Linked DNA regions of Zea mays: region 1 is linked to region 2. A link is a contact called in public Hi-C data. All regions are on one chromosome and are shown on one strand. Each heading gives the region's core, a stretch centred on a gene start, on an enhancer-like site or on the middle of the called end of the contact. The rest is flanking DNA. Distances are from core to core; before and after follow the strand shown.

Region 1 (5,346 bases), core at 1,022-3,521, 91 kb after region 2:
TAGGAGAATTGCTAGACATGATTTGGCACCAAATGAACTCAAAAAAGTTATTTAGAACTTTTGGAAAAGTTTTTAAGTACCTCAAATAAATAGATTTTGAATTTCAGAAAATAGGATAATATTTAGAAAATATGAACATTTACGGGAAACTTCTACAAAATATATTAACATGTTCCAAATACCTTTTGCACTTAGAAACATTATGCAACAACATGAATGCAACAACCAGGACACTTCTCGGGCTCATGCCAATATAGAACAAAATACTCTATTGTTTTAAGCAAGGGAAAAAGAAAAGTGAAGAAAGGGAGGATAACACCTGGATTTTGAGTACAGAGCAAAGACATTTTTATACCCCAAAAATTCAGGGTGTTATAGGTAGCTTAGCCAAGACTATGTCCCCATGTTAACATGAGCTGCCACTGTCAACCGCTTCCCCATTTGCCCATATTTCAGGTAAGGTTACTAAGCACTAAACCATAAGATTCAAGACCTAACGGTAATGATCTTTGAACTACGAGAAACGATGGGTAAAAAGATAATAACTCAGTGGCTCTTTTACAAATTTAACGACGCGACTCAGGCGAAAAGGTATCGGTCGATGGGGACTGTCCGATCTAGATCTAAGCACTATGATTTAAAATAGGCGAGCGACTCGGCTTGACTAATGTCGATCGATCGATCATGATCCAACGAACCAGATCGTGTGGCTCAACATGCGTGCGCGGCTCCACAGCCAGCAAGCCAGGGCGAAGGGGTGGACAGCGTGCGGCGGCGCACAGCCATCGGGCTCACCGGAGTTGGCCGGAACGATGCTCTGGGGCTTAACATGCTGGGAGAATAGCTTGGGAGGGAGTTGGGGTGAAGTCAAACACGGTCGAGGGCCTCACCAAGGGGGTTAGGGTAGCAGAGAGGGTCAGCGATGAGTGGTGACGGTGCAATGAACTCCGACGGGGTTGGGGCTACGCGATTGTGCTGGACTAAGGGCCGGGAGAGCTCGGAGAAGACTGAGGAAGCACCAACAAGCTCCCAGAATCACGATGGCGGCCTTGGCACAGACATAGGGACGCTGGGGGGGTTCCTGGCCACGGGCTATGGCGGGTCGGCGGCGACGGTGAGCGTGGATAGAGGCAGCGAGGCTTGGGGAGGGGGCACTGGTGCTTGGAATCGAAGGCGGGGCTTCAGGTATAGATGTATATTTGGGCCGAGCCTAATGGGCTGGCCCGAAGCACGAAAAAAGCACGGCCCAGGCACGGCACGACCCGAAATATTTTAGTGTCGGACCGGCACGACCCAATATATAGGGTCGGGTTTGGGCCGAGGTCGTGGCCCATGGGCAGGCACGAGCACAACCTGTTTAAGGCAGGCACGAAATGGCCCATATAGAGGCACGAAAATGCTCATATATTCATTAAAATCACACTTCATTCCACACTTTTATGTACTTGATAAAGAACGCAAAGCTAGAGATGATGCTAGTTAGATGTTTTTTGAAGCTTTGAATTAGAGTATGTGATGTAATTTTACTTTTGTTATGAACATTAGATAATGAATCGAATTTAAAACTTTGTATATAGTTAATTATACTTTTTTTCCTTCTAACAAAATGATTTTTAAACGAGGTAGTCACTGCGTAGTCCTGTAACTTAATACAGATATTAAGTTTGCTTTTGGTAAAATTTATTTGTCTTATCTTTTATTTGTTTCATTAAATTTGTTTTGATTTTAGGGCTCTAATGTGAATTTTGGGACCTGATGTGAATTCCGGACCAAAAATTGAATTCCGGGCCAAAAATTAAATTTCGGGTCACCCGAAATGAACCTGGCACGTTTAAGAAATTACGTGTCAGGCCGTGGGTCGATCCGGCACAGTCTAAAATTCAAATGGGTCACCCCGACCCAAAATTTAAACGTGTCAGGCCATTTTGGGCTTGGGCCGGGCCAGACGGTCCGAATGTACACCTGTAGCTTCAGGTGATACTTATATAGGCTAGACCAAGGCGAATTGAGCTCCAAATCGTTGGGAATCGGCGAGTGAATCAACTCTGGCCGGTTTCCATAAACGGCGACCACAAAAAGGAAAGAAATACTCGGCGTGGGGAAGGGAAGATCAGTCGAGATCGAGGGGAAAAGGAAGAGCATCACGGTGCACTGCACATCGAGCAAGGATTCAGACAGAGGCGGCTTGACGCGGGCGACAAGCTACATACTCGGGCGTGAGTGTGAGGAAAAAGAAAGGAAATGGCTGACACGCGAGGCCCGGCTGAGAGAGAGAGAGAGAGAGAGGAAGGTGTGGCTCATTGATGGGCCACCTAGGCCAAAAGCAGGCGCGAGCTAGGGGCGAGGAGAATTTTCCTTTTTCTGTGATTTTCCAAATCCTTTTCCTTTTCAAATATAAGGAGATACAAATACACTCTTAAATATTTTCCTTAATCATGAAAACCTTGGAAATAAAAATACTCCTTTGGGGAATAAGACTTTTTAGGGTAGAGCACAAAACTTATTTAAACTATTTTCCATATAAGAGAAAGAATTAATGCACCAAGTAAATTCCTTTTTGGAAATTCTTAATCAAACAAAAAAATGCTCCAAAAGATAAGTGGACCACAAAATTTTTAAATTCTACTTTTAAAAATAACTATCCTCTTCTAAGGTCTCATGCTTAAAACAAATGTTCTAAAGGAAGGAATGGAGGTGTTCACAAACCTCATCTCCGCACCATAAGTCCAATGAGGCTGGGCCACCGGGATGCAACTGGTGAACGCAGGCGTGCCCCGATCATAGGGCCGAAATAGGATCGAATAAGGAAGGATTCAATGAGATGCCCCTAGCGGGTCGAGCGCCCCCATTGGGATCGCTCGCCTAGACCTAACCCTATCGAAGGGTGTCAGATCTCACTTGGATAACCCGTCTGTAACTTGATGATAGAGTTAGGTCTCGGCGAGCGATCCCACTTAGGGTGCTCGACCTGATGGGGCATCTCATTGAGTCCTTCCTTACTCGATCCTGTTCCAGCCCTCTAATCTGCTTGGCCGACCAAAGGGGGCCCATGGCCACCCCATCACAGGGTTTCCGCATGAAAATTTAAGGTATGACCTTCGACGTGGTGCCGAGCAAATGAACTATGAGCCGGTCACCTAGCTTATGACTCGCTGGGAGCTTTCTCGGTCCACCCCTCACTTTGCGCGTTGAGTTGAAGTGCGTTTTGATTTTTACCTGATTGGCGCGGTGTAATTGTCATGGGCTCATGGCGGCGCAGTAAAATATGGGGTCATCATTACGCCGCTTAGCGTGGGCGACCCGATGGGACATGGAATGGCTCGTTCGCCGTATCACACGTAGTTGGCGTGATTGGGTGGTTAACCTCCCAGCCCGTTACTAGAGCCCTTCCCACCACGTGCTCTCTTGGCGCTCCTTCCGAGGAGGTTGGCTTCCTGCAAAAAAACATAGTCTTTCGCCCGGTTTTCAAGGCGACGTTAACGGAGCGACGAATCTTTGTGAGTGGTTTGTGTGGGCCCACCTTACAAGCACTGCCTGGGTTTCCTTCTCCTGCACATAAAACAACGCGGAATGATGCCTAGGTTCGGTGATGCTTAGCGTCATCTCGTGCCCAAGCGTTTTCTTCTGCCTTCCTTTGAAGCCTTCTTGTCTTCCTTCTTCGCCCTCGCCGCCTGATGTTCCCATGGACTCCTTTCCCGCATGCTCCCTTACTCATAACCGACTCAAAGATCCAAAGAGGAAAGGGTTCCTCTCCCCAAGGCAGTTTTTGGGTGGCGACTTGAGGAAGGAGGCGGCACTCCAGCGCCACGGGATGACGAGGTGGTTGTTCTTGCCTCTTTTTATGAGTATGGATTTGTGTTTCCCCCGCATCCATTCGTTCGGGGGATTTTGTTCTACTATGGGCTAGAGTTGCAAAATATCCACTCGAACACTATCCTTCGCATAGCGTGCTTTGTCACGCTGTGCGAGGCCTACCTAAGCATGGCCGCACACTAGAAGCTCTGGAAGCACCTGTTCAGCATGCGAGTGAGCCCAGGTCGGGGCGAACAGTCGTTCGTCAGCTCCTTCAATGTCCAACACTGTGGATCACGTATGGCATCGTACCTGTCTATTCCCCTTCCTTCTTCGGTGCGTGGCTAGAGGGGGGCTGGTTCTACATTCGGAACCTGGAGGGGGGGCGCCTGTGTTCATCAGTTGCATTGCATCCCGATGACCCAGCCTCATTGAACTTATGGTGTGGAGAAGAGGTTCAGGCCAATGATTGACTACATGCTTGCCGCTACCGCCAACAATGTGAGAGGTTAGTCCGCACCTTCATGCAGCACCGCCTTCAGCAACTAGTGGCCCGCCAGAGGACAATGTAGCAGTTCATCGACGAGGTCGACTCTAATCACCACTCTGCCGTGAACCTGACGAAGGATGTGGTGGTGGGCCGTGTCCTTGCTGTCACATAAAATTTCATGGACGAAAGCGGTCCCCTGCCATTCAACCAGGCAAGGTTGAGTGACCTGGAGAGTCTTCTCCTCTCCCTCTTTTGGCTTTGTGGGATTTCATTATCATGCACCTTTGCAGGGGCTTGGGAACTGAAGACGCTGGTATTAAGGTGTAGAAGAAGCGAAAGCCGGACATAGAGGAAGCAGTGGCGACGGCGCACAAGAAGCCTCCATAAGAGAAAAGACGAGAAGAAGCAGGCTCATGTTTCTCACGCCAAGCCGGGGGAGAGCATCACCCCGTCCACAAATACATAGGAAAAATGATAAGTAGAATTGATTGGATCGATTGTGGGGTTTTAATCGACCCTAACCCTTCCTCTATGTAAAGGGAGGATGTCTGGACCCGTTACACGTCGGTTCTCGAGTTGATCTCGCAGGTTTATCTAACAAATCCTGCAAAAAACCCGGAACCCTAACTGATTCTGCACACGAGTGGACCGTCCATGCCGCTACGGTAGACAGTCCGGACCGCGGACCGTCCAGCCTCAAGGCCGAACCGTCCGCCTGTCATTTTTTTGTGCTCAATATATGCCTCTGCCTTTTGGTGGAGGTTGACAAACCAAGAACATATGCACTGCCAACACTCTTCGGGAAACAATAGATAAGTCACCTTGTTCTCGAAGTAACAACTGAGCCTGATGCAAGTCACCGACTTTTCAATGCAATAGGATGATCATTCAACAGAGCTCAGACTATTTCAGATTGCATCTTTCTCGGCCATGACCATTTGATCAATAGATCAAAATGTATAGAATGGAGGTACCCCGAGCCTAAATAGGCAAAGGGACTATGCATGTGCCACATGTTCATCGTCGTACCATTCTACATTTGAACAGGACAATGTACCGACAAT
Region 2 (5,249 bases), core at 634-3,133:
GAAAGCCGTTTACAACTACTCTCTGATATCAGTGGCACTTTTAGGCCAGGGGTTCTAACAGCACTGGTTGGTGTGAGTGGAGCTGGAAAGACCACTTTAATGGATGTCCTGGCAGGAAGGAAAACTAGTGGAGCTATTGAAGGAGATATTACCCTGTCGGGATACCCCAAAAAACAAGAAACTTTTGCCCGGATTAGTGGTTATTGTGAACAAACTGATATCCATTCTCCAAATGTTACTGTATTTGAATCCATCACCTACTCTGCTTGGTTGCGTCTTTCCTCAGATATTGATGATGGTACAAAAAAGGTACTTAAGGCGACCGGCAAGCTTCTCACTGAATTAAATATACCCTGTTCTATACATATATATTTGAAATTCCAAGCAGCAATTGTTTCTGACCAAGTTGTTTCAACTTAAACCATTTAGATGTTTGTGGAGGAAGTGATGGCCCTTGTAGAGCTTGATGTGTTGCGCGACGCTCTAGTGGGTCTCCCTGGAGTTAGTGGGTTATCAACTGAGCAAAGAAAAAGGCTGACAATTGCTGTGGAGCTGGTAGCAAACCCTTCAATCATCTTCATGGATGAACCAACTTCTGGTCTTGATGCTCGAGCTGCGGCAATTGTCATGCGTACAGTAAGAAATACGGTTAACACTGGGCGTACTGTGGTCTGCACAATCCATCAGCCCAGCATCGACATATTTGAGTCTTTTGATGAGGTCCTCTCTCTCCCTCCCTCAAAAGTCTGCGTGTGCACATCTAGAAACCATTTAATGTTTTAGTTTTTTCCATTGTGATATCCTCACAACTGGTTTGTTTTCCAGCTTCTGCTTTTGAAACGTGGAGGTCAGGTTATTTATGCTGGTGAACTTGGTCGCCACTCTCACAAACTAGTTGAATATTTTGAGGTTCGATCTCTTTTCTTATGTGTTCGGGTTTGGGAATGAGACATTTTTATATGTTTCTCAAGTGAAATGCATAGCTTGCTCACAAACACACACACACACACCAGTTCAGCAAAGACCAAATAAGTCATGAGCTTTATGCAGTCATGCAGGGTTTACCAACAGTGTTCAACAGTGTGCGTTAAACTTTTTTTGATCTCATTTTCCTGCAGGCGATTCCAGGTGTTCCAAAGATCACAGAAGGATATAATCCTGCAACATGGGTGCTGGAAGTTAGTTCTCCTCTATCTGAGGCTCGATTGAACATGAATTTTGCTGAAATTTATGCAAGCTCTGTGCTTTATAGGTAACCAGCCTCAATTTTTCAACAAGACCATTCTTTATCACTGATTTGTTCTATCAATCCTTATTTCACAAGAAAAAAGTGAAAGAGAGTGAAAATGGCATCCTGTGTCATTTTACTTCCCACGTTCATATTATTGTTTGTTTTCGCGAAAGGACCTCTAGCTGAGTTGGTTAGGTGGTCTGAGTAGCACTCAGGTCCTGAGTTCGACTCCACGTGGGAGCGAATCTCAGACTTGGGTTAAAAAAAGTTCACGCCAAAGCACAGGTCTAAGGTCCAGTCTTGGTCGCGGCCATTCTCACATGGGCTACGGTGTCGTTGTGTATGAGTGGGACAGGGGTTCAGAAGTTTTCTGGACTTGCGTAAAAAGGTCTTCATCTTAAATGCAATGTCGTGGTGCGGTCTCCCCCACAGGTCCAGTTTTTTATTATTGTTTGTTTTCTTGGGGAGCATGGTTTCATATTGCTTGTCCATCGTGGAATAAAAAAATTGGTTCCTACCTTCTTAGATTAGATGATTCCTTGGTTTATGCTAGGAATAGAATAGGACAAAAATTGTGAAATGTAGGGGATATAGTTTCATATTATTGACAAATATTCTCCCTTTATAACTATGAGCAGGAAAAATCAAGAGGTTATCAAGGAGTTGAGTATTCCCCGATCAGACAACCAGGACCTGTCATTTCCTACAAAATATTCACAGAATTTCTACGGTCAATGTGCCGCAAACTTTTGGAAGCAATACCGTTCGTACTGGAAGAATCCACCCTACAATGCTATGCGCTATCTGATGACATGTCTCTTTGGCCTTGTATTTGGTACAGTATTTTGGCAAAAAGGAAAGAACATGTATGGGCCTCTAGCTACTTTGATGCTGTATTTGAAAATAAAAGTGTCTGGATGAATTCTACTTTGGTGTTTATGGTGGCAATAATACATTTTTAATTTACTTATGATACACAGAGATTCACAACAAGATTTATATAATCTGCTTGGAGCCACTTACGCTGCTACATTCTTTCTTGGGGCTTCAAATTGCATCACGGTTCAGCCTGTTGTATCGATTGAGCGAGCAGTTTTCTACCGTGAGAAGGCAGCGGGGATGTACTCTCCGTTATCCTATGCATTTGCTCAGGTAACCTTTAACCAAATAGCCCCTTTTATTTACGTCATTAGGACATAACACAATAACGTGGATATGAGCATCTTATCTGTGAGCTATCATCACTAACTAAATCCATGCATCCATTTAAGGGTTCATTTGACATTTGGTTTTGGCAGACATGTGTGGAGGTCATCTACACCATCTTACAGGGGATACTGTACACAGTCATCATATATGCGATGATCGGATATGACTGGAAAGCGGATAAATTCTTCTATTTCCTGTTTTTCATCACTGCAAGCTTCAACTACTTCACATTGTTCGGCATGATGTTGGTAGCATGCACTCCCTCCGCATTGCTCGCGAACATTCTCATCACGTTTGCTCTACCTCTGTGGAACCTCTTTGCTGGATTCCTCATCGTTAGACCGGTGAGCATGCAAGCTACTCTTCTGGGTTCCAAAATTTGAGTGAGACTCTGATCTGATCTGATCTGATGATTCGCAGGCAATACCAATTTGGTGGAGGTGGTACTACTGGGCGAACCCTGTGTCGTGGACCATCTATGGCGTTGTTGCGTCTCAGTTTGGCGAGAACGAAGGTGAGCTTTCAGTTCCCGGTGGGACGCCCGTGGTGGTGAAGCAGTTCTTGAAGGATAATCTCGGCATCCAGCATGACTTACTCGGCTATGTTGTGCTCGTCCATTTCGCCTACGTCATTGTGTTCTTCTTCGTATTCGGTTATTCCATCAAGTTCTTCAACTTCCAGAAACGTTAGCGGGATCATTTGTATGTAATTAATCGGTCGCCGTAAGTTCTAGTTCTAGTTCTAGTTCTAGTCAAAGCAAGTGCTTGTTTTGGGAGGAAGCCTGTATGCAAGTAGCAGTGTATTCCTCTTGTTTCTTCAATGCAAAAATATTAAAAGGAAGATGACGAATGCAAAAGTGACATGTCTTGTTCCTTTTCTTCTTGAGTAATCTGTGAGGCTAAGAGCAGCCGCAGTGTGACGGGGTTCGTTTCACCATCACCTTCTGCTCTCGGAGATTTCTGCTATTATGAAACATGGCACGATCGGCTTCGACGAAATAAAAGCGTAGGAGAGAGTTTCGATCAACATGCAAACGTCGATATAGACTCGATCTCTGCATTAATAGGAGTGTTCGGCAGTGATTAATCTGCTTGGATGTCACGCCGTCAGCTACCTGTTACCTTTGCTGCTTCCTGTGGTAGACGGCGAGCAACGTTCGACAGTGATTAACCAGGAGGTGCCGTGCGTGGATCAGCGTCGAGGACTACGTCGTCAAGGTGCTCACCAACGGCAGGTATGTGCCGATGTACATGACCATTGGCGTCGAGGACTACGTCCGCCTGGCGCTGTCTATTAAGCTCCAAGGAAAGAACGTCATAGGAGTGTGGACATCTTCTTATTCATAATAAATAGTAGATGTTGGAAGCCTTCGGCTTCCGAAGGACCTAAAAACATGATTTAACAATGTTTCTGGAGTAAAGTACATTAACAGGTATCTTCGGACTCGGATCAGAGCCACGGTATGAAGAAGCACAAAGAACACGAAGGTTGGCGCAGAGCCGAAGCTGTGTGTAGAAGAGCTTCGGGATAGCAGCGGAAAAAGAAACCGACTTAAAGATAAAAAACCAGATTTGACCTCGAAGAATTATCATAGAGTTATTGATAAATGTAAAGAGTATTAATGTAATTTTGCATGGGCTGCGACCCGTGCCTATAAATAGGTGAACAGTATTCCCGTACTGTTCACGCTGACTGGGCATTCACTTTTGCGTCACGCCTGTACTCTTCTCCTTCAAACCGAAGGTATACTTGTAATTTATTCTTGTTCAAATAAGTAATAAAAAGAAGAAATAGATTAATAATAATATTTGTAATAATTGTGTCACCTTCTTTATTTTGTTTGAATGTTCTCCATTTTTTATCATGATCATGAAGGTAAGACCTTCATGACCTTCGTCCTAAATTCATTATGTTCGAAAGGAAGTAATGATTTGAAGGACGAAGGGCTTTTTGATATTTAACATTTTGTGTTGCCTTGTTCTTGATTCATAGTATTTGAGAACAAGTCCCCAACATTGGCGCCCACCTCCGGTGAACTCACTTCCATTTTTTGAGTCTTGAACACTTTCGACAAGCATCACCTTCGTCATGCCGCCGAAAAAAGCTTCAGCGACAGGGGCTGGTACTTTACAGCCTCTGGATCCCAATCAGGATGTCCTTTCTCTTAGAGAGGCCCGAAGCCAGAAGAGGAAGGCTGTTAGTCCAACACCTCCGGAGGATGACCTGGATCAGGAGATCCAAAACCTGGAGATCCTTCAGCAACAGGTGCAACGCAAGAAGGAGAAGATGGCTCGTCTAGCTGATCTTCAGAGACAGATAGACGAAGCTTCTGAAAAGGTTCGTCATCTTGTTCAAAATGATCAAAGCCGAAGGCCTCCACGCAGAGAGCTTCATAAGGAAGGCTTCCACAATGAGGATGACTGGTATGAAGATTTCCATCATGGAAACTTTGCTTTTGATGATGCTTCTCCTCTCTCAACAGAATTGCAGGCTACACCATGGCCACAGTCTTACAAGCCACCCCAGCTCCCCATGTATGACGGTCACACAGACCCGAAGCAATTCCTAATGAGCTATGAAGCAACCATATCTTCGTATGGTGGCAATACGGCAGTCATGGCAAAATCTTTTGTCATGGCCGTCAGGAGCGTTGCTCAGACTTGGTACTCTTCTTTTCGGCCAGGGACAATCACTTCTTGGCAGAAATTGAAGGATATGCTGATAACTAGCTTCCAAGGGTTTCAGACGAAGCCAGTCACCGCTCAGGCTCTCTTCCAGTGTACCCAGGACCATGAAGAGTACCTTCAGG

What was found. A called contact is a pair of places that touch in the nucleus more often than the background predicts.
Region 1: a contact with region 2 is called in a Hi-C map of ear, with 1.6 times the contacts expected there. The contact joins the enhancer-like site here to the promoter of LOC100502270 in region 2. A contact is called at or near these places in 3 of 25 Hi-C or Micro-C datasets (ear, endosperm and leaf).

What each region holds. Positions count from the first base shown.
Region 1 is chr1:307,671,325-307,676,670 of Zm-B73-REFERENCE-NAM-5.0, forward strand. No RefSeq gene overlaps it. Among protein-coding and RNA genes, the nearest start is that of LOC100282248, 16 kb to the right of the region's middle. Within about 2 kb of position 2,272, at least 16 of the 20 cell types and tissues checked have an H3K27ac peak or open chromatin away from gene starts, as enhancers often do. A contact at or near this core is called in ear and leaf, where this site is marked.
Region 2 is chr1:307,580,743-307,585,991 of Zm-B73-REFERENCE-NAM-5.0, forward strand. It overlaps LOC100502270, which reads left to right and starts at 1,884. Exons shown (of 3, transcript NM_001349037.1): 1 at 1,884-2,097; 2 at 2,212-2,383; 3 at 2,530-3,292. The coding sequence starts at 2,027. The coding sequence ends at 2,823.